Linked DNA regions of Callithrix jacchus: region 2 is linked to region 1. Evidence: chromatin contacts called from public Hi-C data. All regions are on one chromosome and are shown on one strand. The core of a region is the stretch at or near the end of the contact, and the rest is flanking DNA. Distances in the headings are between cores, read along the strand shown. Region 1 has its middle 36 kb from the start of KPNA3. Region 2 holds the start of KPNA3 (karyopherin subunit alpha 3).

Region 1 (3,489 bases), core at 498-2,997:
TGGGTGGATCACAAGGTCAAGAGATTGAGACCATCCGGGTCAACATGGTGAAACCCCATCTCTACTAAAAATACAAAAATTAGCTGGGCATGGTGGCGCGCGCCTGTAGACCCAGCTACTCGGGAGGCTGAGGCAGGAGAATTGCTTGAACCCAGGAGGCAGAGGTTGCAGTGAGCTGAGATCATGCCATTGCACTCCAGCCTGGGTAACAAAAGCAAAACTCCGCCTCAAAAAAAAAAAAAAAAATCCCAGTGTCTAGACACATTTAATTGGTGCAACTTTGTCAACTATGTGCCAATTAGATTGTCATCTCTTGAGCTGAACTCAAAACCATACATATATACTTTTTTTTTTTAGATAGAGTCTCACTTTATTGCCCAGGCTGAAGTTCAGTGATGCCATCTCAGATCATTGCAACCTCTGCTTCCCGGGTTCAAGCAATTCTTGTGCCTCAGCCTTCTGAGTAGCTGGGACTACAGGCATGTGGCACCACGCCAGGCTAATTTTTGTATTTTTAGTAGGGAATGGGGTTTCGTCATATTGGCCAGGCTGGTCTTGAACTCCTGACCTCAGGTGAGCCACCTGCCTCGGCCTCCCAAAGTGCTGGGATGACAGGCATGAGCCAGCGTGCCCAGCCTATCTATCTATCTATCTATCTATATATATATATATATATATATAATTTTTTTAAATTCTCCAGGGAATCCAATATACATCCAAGTTTAAGAACCACTGCTTGAATGTGCAGGCAACTATCAGACTCTGGATCAGGAGTTATGGGTTAAATCCTGTTGTGGGGCCAGGTGTGGTGGCTCATGCCTGTAATCCTAGCACGTTTGGGGGCCAAGGTGGGAGGATCACTGGGGCTCAGGAGTTCAAGATCAGCCTGAGCAACATAGTGAGACCAAAAAACAAACAAACAAATAAATAAAAGTTCCTATTATGAGTTGAATTATATTCCCCAAATTTCATATGTAGCGGTTCTAACCCCTATACCTCAGAATGTGACCTGATTTAGATACAGAATCTTTACAGAGGTAATCCAGTTAAAGTGAGGTCATTAGGATGGGCTGCCTAAGCCGCCCAGGTTTGGGTCGTTACAGCAGCTCTAAGTAGACTAACACAAATCCTGAGGTAGCCGCATAGCCATGTTTCCACTGTGTGCAATAACTTTCCTGAGAAGGTGTCACCATCTTATCAGAAAAACAATGTTTAAACTCTCCCTCACAGGTTACCGAGAGGCTTATTGTTTTGATTTTTTTTTTTTTTGAAAGTCTTGCTCTGTTGCAGAGGTTAGAGTGCAATGGCACAGTCATGGCTCACTGCAGCCTCGATCTTTTGGGCTCAAGCAATCCTCCCACTTCAGCATCCCTAGTAGCTGGGACCACAGGCGTGTGCCACCATGTCCAGCTAATTTTTTTATTTTTGTAGAGCGGGGTCTCACTGTTGCCCAGGCTGGTCTTGAACTCCTGAGCTCAAGCGGTCCTCTCTCCTTAGCCTCCCAAAGTGCTGGGATTACAGGCGTGAGCCACCGTGCCCGGTCTTATTAAGAGGTTTAAATGGGCAAAGTAAGTGAAAGCATCTTGCACAGAGATAGGAAGATAGGAGGTGCTCAGTAAATGTTTGTTAAATCTGAGTCTTTCTTGCCTGAACAAAGAAACTTTTTCAGTTTAGCCCACCGTGGTCAGTTCAGTAACCTGAGGATGCAGGCTAGTGCAACCGGATCCCCTCTAAGGCTCCCAAAAATGATGGAACAGGCTTTGCCAGCTCTGGTAAATGGAAAGGGAAAGGCAGCCCTCTTCCCACACTGTGCATGGTTCAGGGCGCCCCAAACGCTTTTCATTCAGCCTTGTCTTTGAAGCAACTTTTGAAGTCGGCCACTAGAGGGCGGACTGTCTCCATAATCCTCAGCGGCGCTCGGCCGCGCAGGCGGCAAAATCGCGGGGAAACACGCGGAGGGCAGCTCTGGCCGCGGGAGGTGCTCTCGTCCCCGTTAGCCTCCATGCTTTTCGCAGCGGTTTCCAGGCAGTAACCCCGGGCGGGCCAGGTCCCCTGCGTGCCAGCGCGGCCCCGAGTGTGCCCCGACGCCCAGTGTGCTACTTCACTTACTCTGAACAGATCTATTGTTCCTCCCAGGTGAGTAAAGTAAGGCTCAGAGATATTAAGCAACCGGCCGAGGGTCACACAGCTAAGGGAATTAAATCCAGGCAGTGACAGATGTCTGCGTGACTCCAAAACCAGCAAAACACTTGTGGTCAAAAGGAGCTCCGATGCCCAGCCCTTCACAAGAGGGCGAGTGACTTGCAGACCCACTCAGAGGCCCAGCAGGAGAATCCAGAAGCAAGGAGTCAGGACAGCCTCTGCCACCCTCCCTTCTCTCCCCGGAACCCTGCCGCCGCTGCCTCAGCCCTGAACCACTGCTTGTCTCCACTGGTCATCTTTTTCACTGCCCTAAGCTAGTCTGAAAATGAAGATGTTCAAGTAATTCCTTTTGTTTTTCTTTTTTCCCTCTTTGTACCTGTGAGGATGGTTGATTTTTGCAGGCACTCCAAAGGAGTACTTAGGATGGTTTACAAGCGGGCTTCCATTGTTTACTTGTTTACTGCCTGACTCCTTGAAGGAGTCAGGACCTATTTAAAAAAACAACAGTGGTAACTACATGTACTCGACTGCTGGTGTCTACACTGCGAGGCAGTGGCAGAGGTGTTCCTATAAGACACAGTGTTTCATGCCAGAAAAACTAACCTTTCGTATTTGAAGGCAGTCCAGGGGATATTCTCCAACTGCTTCCAGCAATCGCCCCTCCCTCTGCCCCTCCCTCTTATGCAAGGCTCTGTGCCGTGGCTGTGGGGAGATGGCCCCAGCCACATGTCTTCCACAAGACAGTTGTGACCCAGCACAGTGATGCTCACTCTCAGGAGAACTGGTACCCAGAGCACAATCAGAAAACACTTTTTTTTTTTGAGACAGTCTCCCCGTCCCCAGGCTGGAGTGCAGTAGCACCATCTCAGCTCACTGCAACCTCCACCTCTCAGGTTCAAGCAATTCTCTTTCCTCAGCCTCCCAAGTAGCTGGGATTACAGGTGCCCACCACCAGACCTGGCTAATTTTTTGTATTTTTAGTAGAGATGGGGTTTCACCATGTTGGCCAGGCTGGTCTTGAACTCTTGACCTCAAGTGATCTACCCAACTTGGCCTCCCAAAGTGCTGGGATTACAGGTGTGAGCCACCACGCCTGGCCAGAAAACATTCTTTATTTTTATTATTTATGTATGTATTTAGAGATGGGGTTTGGCTCTGAGACCCAGGCTGGAGTGCAGGGGCATGATTGTAGCTCACTGCAGCCTAAAACTCCTGGGCTCAAGTGATACCCCCACCTTAGCCTCCCAAGTACCTAGGACTACAAGAGTGGGCCTTATGCCTGGCTAATCTTTTTTATTTTTGTAGAGATGGGGTCTTGCCATATTGCCCAGGCTGGTCTTGAACTCC
Region 2 (3,489 bases), core at 455-2,954, 36 kb after region 1:
TTTGTATTTTTAGTAGAGACAGGGTTTCACCTCGTTGACCAGGATGGTCTCCATCTCTTGACCTCGTGGTCCACCTGCCTCGGCCTCCCAAAGTGCTGGGATTATAGGCGTGAGCCACCGCGCCCGGCCCCAATTAAATTCTTAAGTACTAGATTACACACCTGTTCATGTCTGCCATAGATTATGAAAATGAATTATTTAACATACAAGCAAATGAATCCCATCTGCTCCACAAAGCAGCTCCGTTTTGTTTTTTTTTTTTTGAGACGGAGTCTCTCTCTGTTGCCCAGGCTGGAGTGCAATGGTGTGGTCTTGGCTCACTGCAACCTCCGCCTACCGGGTTCAAGTGATTCTCCTGCTTCCGCCTCTCGAGTAGCTGGGACTACAGGCACGTGCCGCCACGCCTGGCTGATTTTTGTATTTTCTGTGGAGACGTGGTTTCAACATGTTGGCAAGGCTGGTCTCAAACTCTTGACCTCATGATCTGCCCGCCTCGAACTCCCAAAGTGCTGGGATTACAGGCGTGAGCCACCGCGCCCGGCCAAAGCAGCTCTTTATTAGTGTAATTTATCCAAATTTCCCTCCATCATTCCTTCCACGCCCCCGGTGGGGAGTGGGAGTGCTACACGGGAGAGTCTGCGGCCCAGGGCTTCACTGCTGCCTGAGGGCTAAGATTATGTGTGGTGGTAGAAAAAGAAGAATTGGGGGCATGGAAACGCAGGAACTGCCAGAGTGAAGGTTGCAGAACCTGGCTTGGGAGGATGATGAAGAAACTGGGCGACACTAAAGTGTCGTTGTTGAGCTGGCGTTCAACAAGTATTTATTGAGTATCTACAACGCGCTAGGCATTGTTTTGACACTAGAGATTCAGCAGCAATTCAACGAAAGTACCTGCTCTCATTGAGCTGAATGCCCCGTGCGGGCAGCCAGGTAACGCACATAAACACTTGCACTTATATCTCATAGATACTTACGTACATGTCAGGTAGAAATAAGTGCTATTTATAAAACTGAAGCAGAGCATGGGAACAGTGAATGAAGGTGGCTGCTATTTGAGGAGACCCCCACAAAACAGCGAGACAGTGAAGCACCAGCGGTTGTTCTTTTTCTGATTTTCTAGCTACAGGCAGCGAGATGCGCTCCCAGGAAACCCCGCCCTCTTCCTCCTGATAGGGCACAAAGTGCCAGGATACCTCCTACCTCTTCCCCGCCTAGAGGCGGACTTGGGTCGTTGGGGGGGACTTCGCGCCCAGCAATATGAGCGCGCCGCGCAAACAGCCGCGCGCAGCGATCCCGGCATGCTCCTCGTCCTCCCTAGGCAAGTAGAATTGCTCCGGGCGGATCGTGGCATGCTGGGAACTGTAGTTGACGACCGCCAACCCGCACCTGAGGGGCGGTAAAAGCCGCGAAGTCCCGTTCCATTTCTGGCACAGGACTTGCGGCACCGTGAGGTTGTGGAGAGCTCTTGCAGGGAAGGAGGGCAGGGTCATCCCGAAAACGCCCAAACCGGTCGCCGCCCCCAGTCACGTGTCGCCAGCCTCCGCGGGCGCGCGCCACTCTTAGAACCGTTCCCGCCCCACCCGGCCCGGCTATCGGTCCGCGCCTCCCCCGGCGCTACTGCCACCTCGCGCTCGGAGGCGTCACGGAACGTGCTCTCCTCTTCCCCCCCACCTCCTTTCCCTCCAGCTCTCCCCCTCTTCCCCCGCCCGCGCCGAGACTCGTCGCCGCCGCCGCAGCCTCAGGAGTAGCCGCCGCCGGAGCCGCGCGCAGCCATGGCCGAGAACCCTAGCTTGGAGAACCACCGCATCAAGAGCTTCAAGAACAAGGGCCGCGATGTGGAAGTGAGTGTGCTTCCGCGATCTGGGGCCGCCTGGCCGCTCCGCTGGGCGACGCGAGGAGGGGCGGAGGGCCGGCGCCGGGCTGGTTCTCGCCAGCTTGTGGTCGGCCGGAGTTGGCCGCCGCCTCCCGTCACCGTGGCCCCGGGCTGGGCGGAGCGGGCGGCGGGACGCGGGCGGGGCTGCAGCCACCCTCCAGAGCTGCCGGCCCGGCGACCGGGAAATGCCGGGGTTTTCGGCCCTGTCACGCGGGCGCGGCCTGATGTCGGCGAGGAGGGGATGAGGAGCTGAGGCGGGGTCCGCGGGCGGTGGCCGCGCGGACGAACGGGGATGCTGCCGCCCCGGGCCGACGACCGCACAGTCGAGGGGCGGTTGCTGCTGGCGCCCGCCAGTGCAACCTTCCGCCCGGTGCAGCCCCCTCGGTGCCTCCCGCGCATGGAGCCTCGGCTCTGCCGGTCCCGGCTCCTACCTTCTGGGAGCCGGGCCTTGGCGGGCGGTGGCGGCCCGCAGAGGGGGGTGGGGACCAGCCGGGTAACTGACTTGTTTGAGGGTGATGGATGGGGGAGGGTAGGATGCGCCAGGACTATTTTCTTATATTCCAGTGCTGTTCTTTGGTCTAGTCGTGCCGAGCTGTTCCAGCTCATACTCCTGCAACTGCTGGTATTTGGAGCGAGCTGAAGGTGGACAATAGTTTGCCATCTATTGTGTTCAGGCGTTGGAAAAGAGGTTGTTCCGACCTCCGCTCACAGGACTTATTTTCTTAGCCTTTCTTGGAGTAGGGTGTGCATAGGGTGATAATTTCTTTGACACATTTTACTGAAATAAATTGGATACATAGGTTCATAAGTCCTCTCACATACCTCTTGCTACAAGCTAGTAGAATTTCCAAGTGGTTGCAAAACTAAGCGTTCATCGCGGTCACTCAGTTCGTTGCTACTCAGCATGTTGCCATTGTCTCATTAAGGTGACATTAGCAGGTACTATTTGCAAACTCGGCTTATTGAGGCAGCGCTAGAGGTCTCTCTGCAGCTGCTGAAAGCAATGAGTACATGCACAAACTTCACTGGGCCTGTGACCTTTGGATTTGTTAGGGGGAAAATGGTTTAAGGCTACAGCCTTCTTTTCTAATACTGGGTGACATGATATGCAGTTTTGTAGTTTTTGCTAAGAGGCTAGTGTGATTAAGAGGTGAGTATTTTATCCTGTCCTAAGGAAGGTGGTGGGTTGTATATACCATTCAGCGTTCTATTTTGTAGAGAAACAAACTCAGGCTGTTTTTCAGAGCTACAAAATTAAATACTAGTAGAAAAAACCTGGGGAGATATCCGTGGAATTCCCATTTGAATGAGTCAAATAAAGATCATGTATTCTTTCCTGGTCATGGTTAAATACTCCTTGTGAGAGAGAAATCTAAGCAAAAGTGAAACTTAGGAATAGGAACAAGAAATTTTGGAACTGCCTCCTGTCCTGATGATAAGTGTTAATTTTGAACTTTTCCCATTCTTGAGGTCTACCTCGTTTCAAATAAAAGTTTATTGAAAAATACTCATATTGTTTGTACTTTAAAACCAATAACATTTTTTCTGCTCTTGGATATTGGTACAGGTTTTTGTTTCATTGTTTACCTCTATTACGCTGTTCTGGTAATTCAGTG

The links. A called contact is a pair of places that touch in the nucleus more often than the background predicts.
Region 2: a contact with region 1 is called in a Hi-C map of induced pluripotent stem cells, with 1.8 times the contacts expected there. The contact joins the promoter of KPNA3 here to the enhancer-like site in region 1. A contact is called at or near these places in 2 of 3 Hi-C or Micro-C datasets (induced pluripotent stem cells and skeletal muscle).

The regions. Positions count from the first base shown.
Region 1 is chr1:66,153,059-66,156,547 of calJac240_pri, forward strand. No RefSeq gene overlaps it. Among named protein-coding and RNA genes, the nearest start is that of KPNA3, 36 kb to the right of the region's middle. Within about 2 kb of position 1,748, at least 4 of the 16 cell types and tissues checked have an H3K27ac peak or open chromatin away from gene starts, as enhancers often do.
Region 2 is chr1:66,188,738-66,192,226 of calJac240_pri, forward strand. It overlaps KPNA3 (karyopherin subunit alpha 3), which reads left to right and starts at 1,705. Exons shown (of 17, transcript XM_035297823.3): 1 at 1,705-1,841. The coding sequence starts at 1,773.